Linked DNA regions of Gossypium raimondii: region 1 is linked to region 2. Evidence: chromatin contacts called from public Hi-C data. All regions are on one chromosome and are shown on one strand. Each heading gives the region's core, a stretch centred on a gene start, on an enhancer-like site or on the middle of the called end of the contact. The rest is flanking DNA. Distances are from core to core; before and after follow the strand shown. Region 1 holds the start of LOC105773933 (thiamine thiazole synthase 2, chloroplastic). Region 2 holds the start of LOC105773245 (DExH-box ATP-dependent RNA helicase DExH9).

What was found. A called contact is a pair of places that touch in the nucleus more often than the background predicts.
Region 1: a Hi-C map of leaf shows a contact between it and region 2, with 1.6 times the contacts expected there. The contact joins the promoter of LOC105773933 here to the promoter of LOC105773245 in region 2. A contact is called at or near these places in 2 of 2 Hi-C or Micro-C datasets (both in leaf).

Annotation. Positions count from the first base shown.
Region 1 is chr6:50,042,540-50,045,409 of ASM2569854v1, reverse strand. It overlaps LOC105773933 (thiamine thiazole synthase 2, chloroplastic), which reads left to right and starts at 1,533. Exons shown (of 2, transcript XM_012596153.1): 1 at 1,533-2,536; 2 at 2,627-2,870. The coding sequence starts at 1,634. The coding sequence ends at 2,794. It overlaps LOC105773932 (cysteine-rich receptor-like protein kinase 10), which reads left to right. Exons shown (of 6, transcript XM_012596152.2): 3 at 1-186; 4 at 278-515; 5 at 642-792; 6 at 872-1,324. The coding sequence ends at 1,168.
Region 2 is chr6:49,856,732-49,859,518 of ASM2569854v1, reverse strand. LOC105773245 (DExH-box ATP-dependent RNA helicase DExH9) reads left to right here and starts at 1,470. Exons shown (of 14, transcript XM_012594970.2): 1 at 1,470-1,913; 2 at 1,995-2,195; 3 at 2,285-2,503. The coding sequence starts at 1,641.

The DNA of each region.
Region 1 (2,870 bases), core at 284-2,783, 190 kb before region 2:
TGGCTGTCAAACGGCTTTCAAGGTTCTCTGAGCAAGGTGCCTTGGAGTTCACAAATGAAGTCCTACTGATATTGAAACTTCAACATAAAAACCTTGTCAGGCTTCTGGGTTTCTGTGTGGATCAGCAAGAACAGTTGCTTGTTTATGAATTTATGCCCAACAGCAGCCTTGATGTTGTCCTCTTTGGTATTGTTCTTGAACTCTTTATTTGTTTTGAGCTCTTTAAGTAACTGGAAATTACTCGAAGTGTTTGCTTGATACTTGTCTCTTGCATTAGATCCAAAGAAACGTGCACAACTCAATTGGAGCAAACGTTTAAACATTATTAATGGAATTGCAAGGGGAATTCTTTATCTACACGAGGATTCACGACTTAGGATCATACATAGGGACCTGAAGGCTAGTAACGTGTTGCTAGATTTTGACATGAACCCGAAAATCTCAGATTTTGGAATGGCAAGAATCTTTGCTGGAGCGGACGGTGAAGCTAATACGGCACGTATAGTCGGAACATAGTAAGGCACCGCTCTTCTAGTTTCAGTTCATTTCCTCAAAATTTAACTATTGCTCAAAGCACATAGTGTGATCTGCTAAATAATTCTTTCTCAAGCATAATAAAATCTAGTTCTTCTTTGCATTAGTGGATATATGGCTCCGGAGTATGCCATGGAGGGATTGTATTCGATCAAGTCCGATGTTTTCAGCTTTGGAGTACTTTTGCTTGAGATAATTACAGGCAGAAGGAATGCAGGGTTCAATCAAACGAAACATGCCCAAACCCTTGTTGCATATGTAACTTTTTAATCCACAGCTTGAATTACTTGCTTTTCAATTTACTAGACACTGTTAATGACATTGAATCATGATGCAGGCATGGCATCTATGGAATGAAGGGAATGCTCTGGAATTGATGGATGCATTACTAACTGATGGATTGATGGACGAATTTTTAAGATTCATTCATATCGGACTGTTGTGTGTCCAAGAAGATGCATTTGACAGGCCTACCATGTCATCTGTTGTGGTAATGTTAAAAGGTGAAACTGTGACACTAAGCCAACCACAACAACCTGCCTTCTCCATGGGAAGATTTACTGAGCACCATCAAACATTCACTAGAAGTTGCTCCACCAATGGTTTATCAATTTCAAGTGTTGCACCTAGATGATTGACCCCGAAACTCCAGTGATGCCAGAGATTCAATCTTTTCTTTACCTGAAGGTTTCTACATGTGATGATAACTTCATTTCACATAAATTTAGTACATACTAGTGTTATCTTCTTTAAGATATTTTGTATGTCATAATAAGTTTGTGACCTTGAATCACAATTGTTTCTAAATTCCAACTAACAAAGGCTGCTCTTGCAGTAGCCAAAGATACTATTGGGCTACTAATATCCCAAGTAGATAGCAAAAACCAAGCCATCAATTATGAACCATTCAAATTCAATCATCATCAATCCTTCCCCTTTTCAGATATTTTTATACGAGATATTTTCATCAAGCTTTGACACAACATTCAGATATTTTCAACTCTCTTCATTTTAGAAAAAAGCTTAAATACCCAAGTTTGGATTCATCACTCTCCACTAGATCCCTTTCATCTACCACACAAACTTAGCTGAAAGATCAATGGCAGCCATGGCAACAGCTCTCACCTCACTGTCTTCAAGCCCCAAACCATCTTTCCTAGACCACAACAAGTCATCCTTCAGCGGCACTCAAATTCCTTCTCGCTTCACTCCCATCAAGTCCTCTTCACACAACTCTGCCATTTCCATGTCCTTAACCCCTCCTTATGACTTACAATCCTTTGAATTCCAACCCATCAAAGAATCCTATGTTTCTCGTGAAATGACACGCCGTTACATGATGGACATGATTACCTATGCTGACACTGATGTTATCATCGTCGGCGCCGGTTCCGCTGGCCTCTCTTGTGCTTACGAGATTAGCAAAAACCCCAACATCCGTGTTGCCATAATCGAACAATCTGTTAGCCCTGGTGGAGGTGCATGGCTTGGTGGCCAACTATTTTCAGCCATGGTTGTTCGCAAACCAGCTCACAGGTTCCTCGACGAGCTCGGCATCCAATATGACGAACAAGAAGACTACGTTGTCATCAAGCATGCAGCTTTGTTCACATCAACAATCATGAGCAAGCTTTTAGCAAGGCCTAACGTGAAGTTGTTCAATGCTGTGGCTGCTGAGGATCTGATAGTCAAAGGAAACAGGGTTGCCGGTGTGGTAACGAACTGGGCTTTGGTGTCAATGAACCACGACACACAATCCTGCATGGACCCGAACGTGATGGAGTCTAAGGTTGTGGTCAGTTCTTGTGGACATGATGGACCTTTTGGAGCTACTGGGGTCAAGAGATTGAAGAGCATTGGGATGATTGACAGCGTCCCTGGAATGAAGGCACTGGATATGAACACGGCAGAGGATGCAATCGTTAGGCTTACAAGGGAAATTGTGCCTGGCATGATTGTAACAGGAATGGAAGTTGCAGAGATTGATGGTGCCCCAAGAATGGTAACTATTAACACTCCCTTTTTACTTTTTAATTGTGATTTGAGTTATTGATGTGTTATAATGATGAAATTGTGGATTTGGTTTTTTCAGGGTCCAACATTTGGAGCAATGATGATATCAGGGCAGAAAGCAGCACACTTAGCCTTGAAGGCATTGGGGCAGCCCAACGCCGTAGATGGGACCTTCAGCGAAGCTGAAAGGGTACAGCCTGAGTTTGTTCTAGCTGCTGCTGAAACAGAGGAGACTGTGGATGCTTGAAAAAATATTTGATAATTTTCTGGAAATGGAATAAATAAAGAAACATGTGGATGAAATTAGATCTTTTTGGAATGAA
Region 2 (2,787 bases), core at 221-2,720:
AGAGGAGAGCTTTACAACTTTTGGGGAAGATTTTGATAATCTTTTGGAGTTTTATATGAATCTAAATCGGCTACCACCATCATCATTATCGAAATTTGAAAAGGAAAAAGTGAAAGAAGTTTATAATATTTGACGAAAATGATTGTTATCGGAATTGAAAATTGGTAAAAAAGGGAGAAACTTGAAGAAGAAGAGCTTAAAAGGTGATAGAAAGCTATAAATTTAAACTAACGCGACCTTCGTTGTCACCAAAACTCGAAAAAGAGCTTGTTAAACCATAAGAAGAAAAGCCTAATAAGGTAACAAAAAGGTATAAAATTAAACAAAAACAACCATTATCTTTATGGGAACCCGAAAAGGAGATCGGTAAACTCGAAAAAGAGCTTGAAAAGGTGATAGAAAGCTATCATCTTCTATCGAATAATCTATCAAGAGTTCACAATGCTGGGATTAATGAAGTAGAGAAATAAGTGTTGAATTTTAGTTGTTTTTCAAAAGGTTCATAGAAAGGTTCCTAACTTTAGTCAAAAATAAAAAAAAATACCACCTTAACAATAAGGTAATTAAAAAAATGGTAAACTACACCCATGGCCACTTTTGTTTACCTTAGGTTACGTTTTAGTCACTTATGTTTGAAATGTTACGTTTTAGTCATTTATGTTATCATGTTGTAACATTTTAGTCATTGAGCCATTAACCGTCGTTAATGGTGTAATGCGATAGTGACGTGGCACGTTAAATCATCATTTCAAACAAAATTTTAGGTTAAATTATACAATTGATCCCCATATTTTTTTCCTTTTAAGTAATTTAATTTTTTTCTTTTATGTTCTTTAAAATTTCGTCTTTTTTTTCCATTCTCTTTTGTTTCTCCTTTTATTTTCATACCTTTCCCATTTCTTTTAACATATTAGGAAGTCGAATTGGCAGTGAAAAAAGAAGTAGGAAGTCGACTGTCATCACCTATAACCAAAACCCATAAACCCATACCATGCTTCTTTCTTCACTACCAATTCGACTTCCTGGTATGTTAAAAGAAATAAAGAAGGTAGGAAAATAGTGGGAGAAGCAGAAGAGAATGGAAAATAAAGAAAAAGAAAGAAAGAAAGTTAAAAGAACATAAAAGAATTAAATTGCTCAAAACGAAAAATTATGGGGACCAATTGTATAATTTAACCTAAAGTTTTTGTTTGAAATGATAATTTAACGTGCCATGTCAGCTTACCATTACACCATTAACGATAATTAACGACTTAGTGACTAAAATGTTACAATATAATAACGTAAGTAACTAAAACGTAACATTTCAAACATAAGTGACTGAAATGTAACCTAAGATAAACAAAAGTGACCACGGGTGTAGTTTAGCTTTAAAAAAAATTATACAACAACCCTATTGCCATGTAATATAAGCTATTGTTTATTAAGTTGGGATGTTTAAAATGTAAAACATAGCTCGGAAGTGTTTTACGATTGCCTAAATTAGTGTGTAATTTAAAAGACTTACTCGCTCGGTCTGTTCTTTCTCTTTTTATTCGTGTTTTGAGTTTGTTTGGCTTTCCCCTAAGTTGCCGCCGCTGCCGCAGGATAGAATCTTCTCTTTCCCTCTCTTCCTAAGAAGTCTTGAAGAAGATAAGTAAATGGAATCCTTGAAGAGGAAGTCAGGTGAGGCGATATCCTCTGAGTCTCCTCCGCCGCCGCAGAAGAAGAAACATCACGGTGAAGACGTCTCACCGTTGGCGGAGGAAGCCTTCGGATGTGTCCATGATGTTTCATATCCTGAAGGTTATGTTCCTTCTGCTTCCTCTTTACAATTTCTAGCTGACTCTAAACCTGCCAAGGAGTTTCCTTTCACGCTTGACCCCTTTCAGTCTGAAGCTATCAACTGCCTCAATCGTGGCGAATCTGTCCTTGTAAGACATTCTTTTGTTCTTCTTGTTCTTTTCTTTCCCAACAAAGAAAGTAGAGAAAGTGAAATGCTAGTTTCAATACAGGTATCGGCACATACATCAGCAGGCAAAACTGTAGTAGCTTTATATGCAATTGCTATGTCTTTGCGGAATAATCAGCGTGTTATATATACTTCACCTATTAAGGCTCTCAGCAATCAGAAGTATAGGGAGTTTAAAGAGGAGTTTTCCGATGTCGGTTTGATGACTGGAGATGTTACAATTGACCCTAATGCTTCTTGTTTGGTTGGTACTTTACTTGCTTTCCGTCTCATATTACGTTTTCTCCTTTAGTATTTGATTTTTTTATATGTTCCCAACTGTTTGATTTTCAGGTGATGACCACGGAAATCTGGCGAAGTATGCAGTATAAAGGGTCCGAGATTATTCGTGAGGTGGCGTGGGTTGTTTTTGATGAAGTGCATTACATGCGTGATCGCGAGAGAGGTGTTGTCTGGGAAGAGAGTATTGTTATGGCACCGAAGAACTCTCGATTTGTATTTCTTTCAGCAACTGTACCTAATGCGAAGGAATTTGCTGATTGGGTGGCCAAGGTGGTTAATGTTTGCTTTAATTTATTCACCAACTTTCTACATGAATATAATTAATCAGTGCTCTTTAGCCAGCTTATCTGTTTTGAATAGCAGCCAACTTATTTTCATTTCTCTTAGTAGGGTATATTTGTAACATGTAAAAGCTTGGTGTTTTGTTTATCTTTTTCCCTCCATAAATCGAAAGTAGGAAAGTTTTCTTTGAGGAACTATGAGGAGAACAGTAAAAAATAAACTACATAAAACAACCCAGCACAAATCTGAAATTCTTGAGTTTAAATCTTATT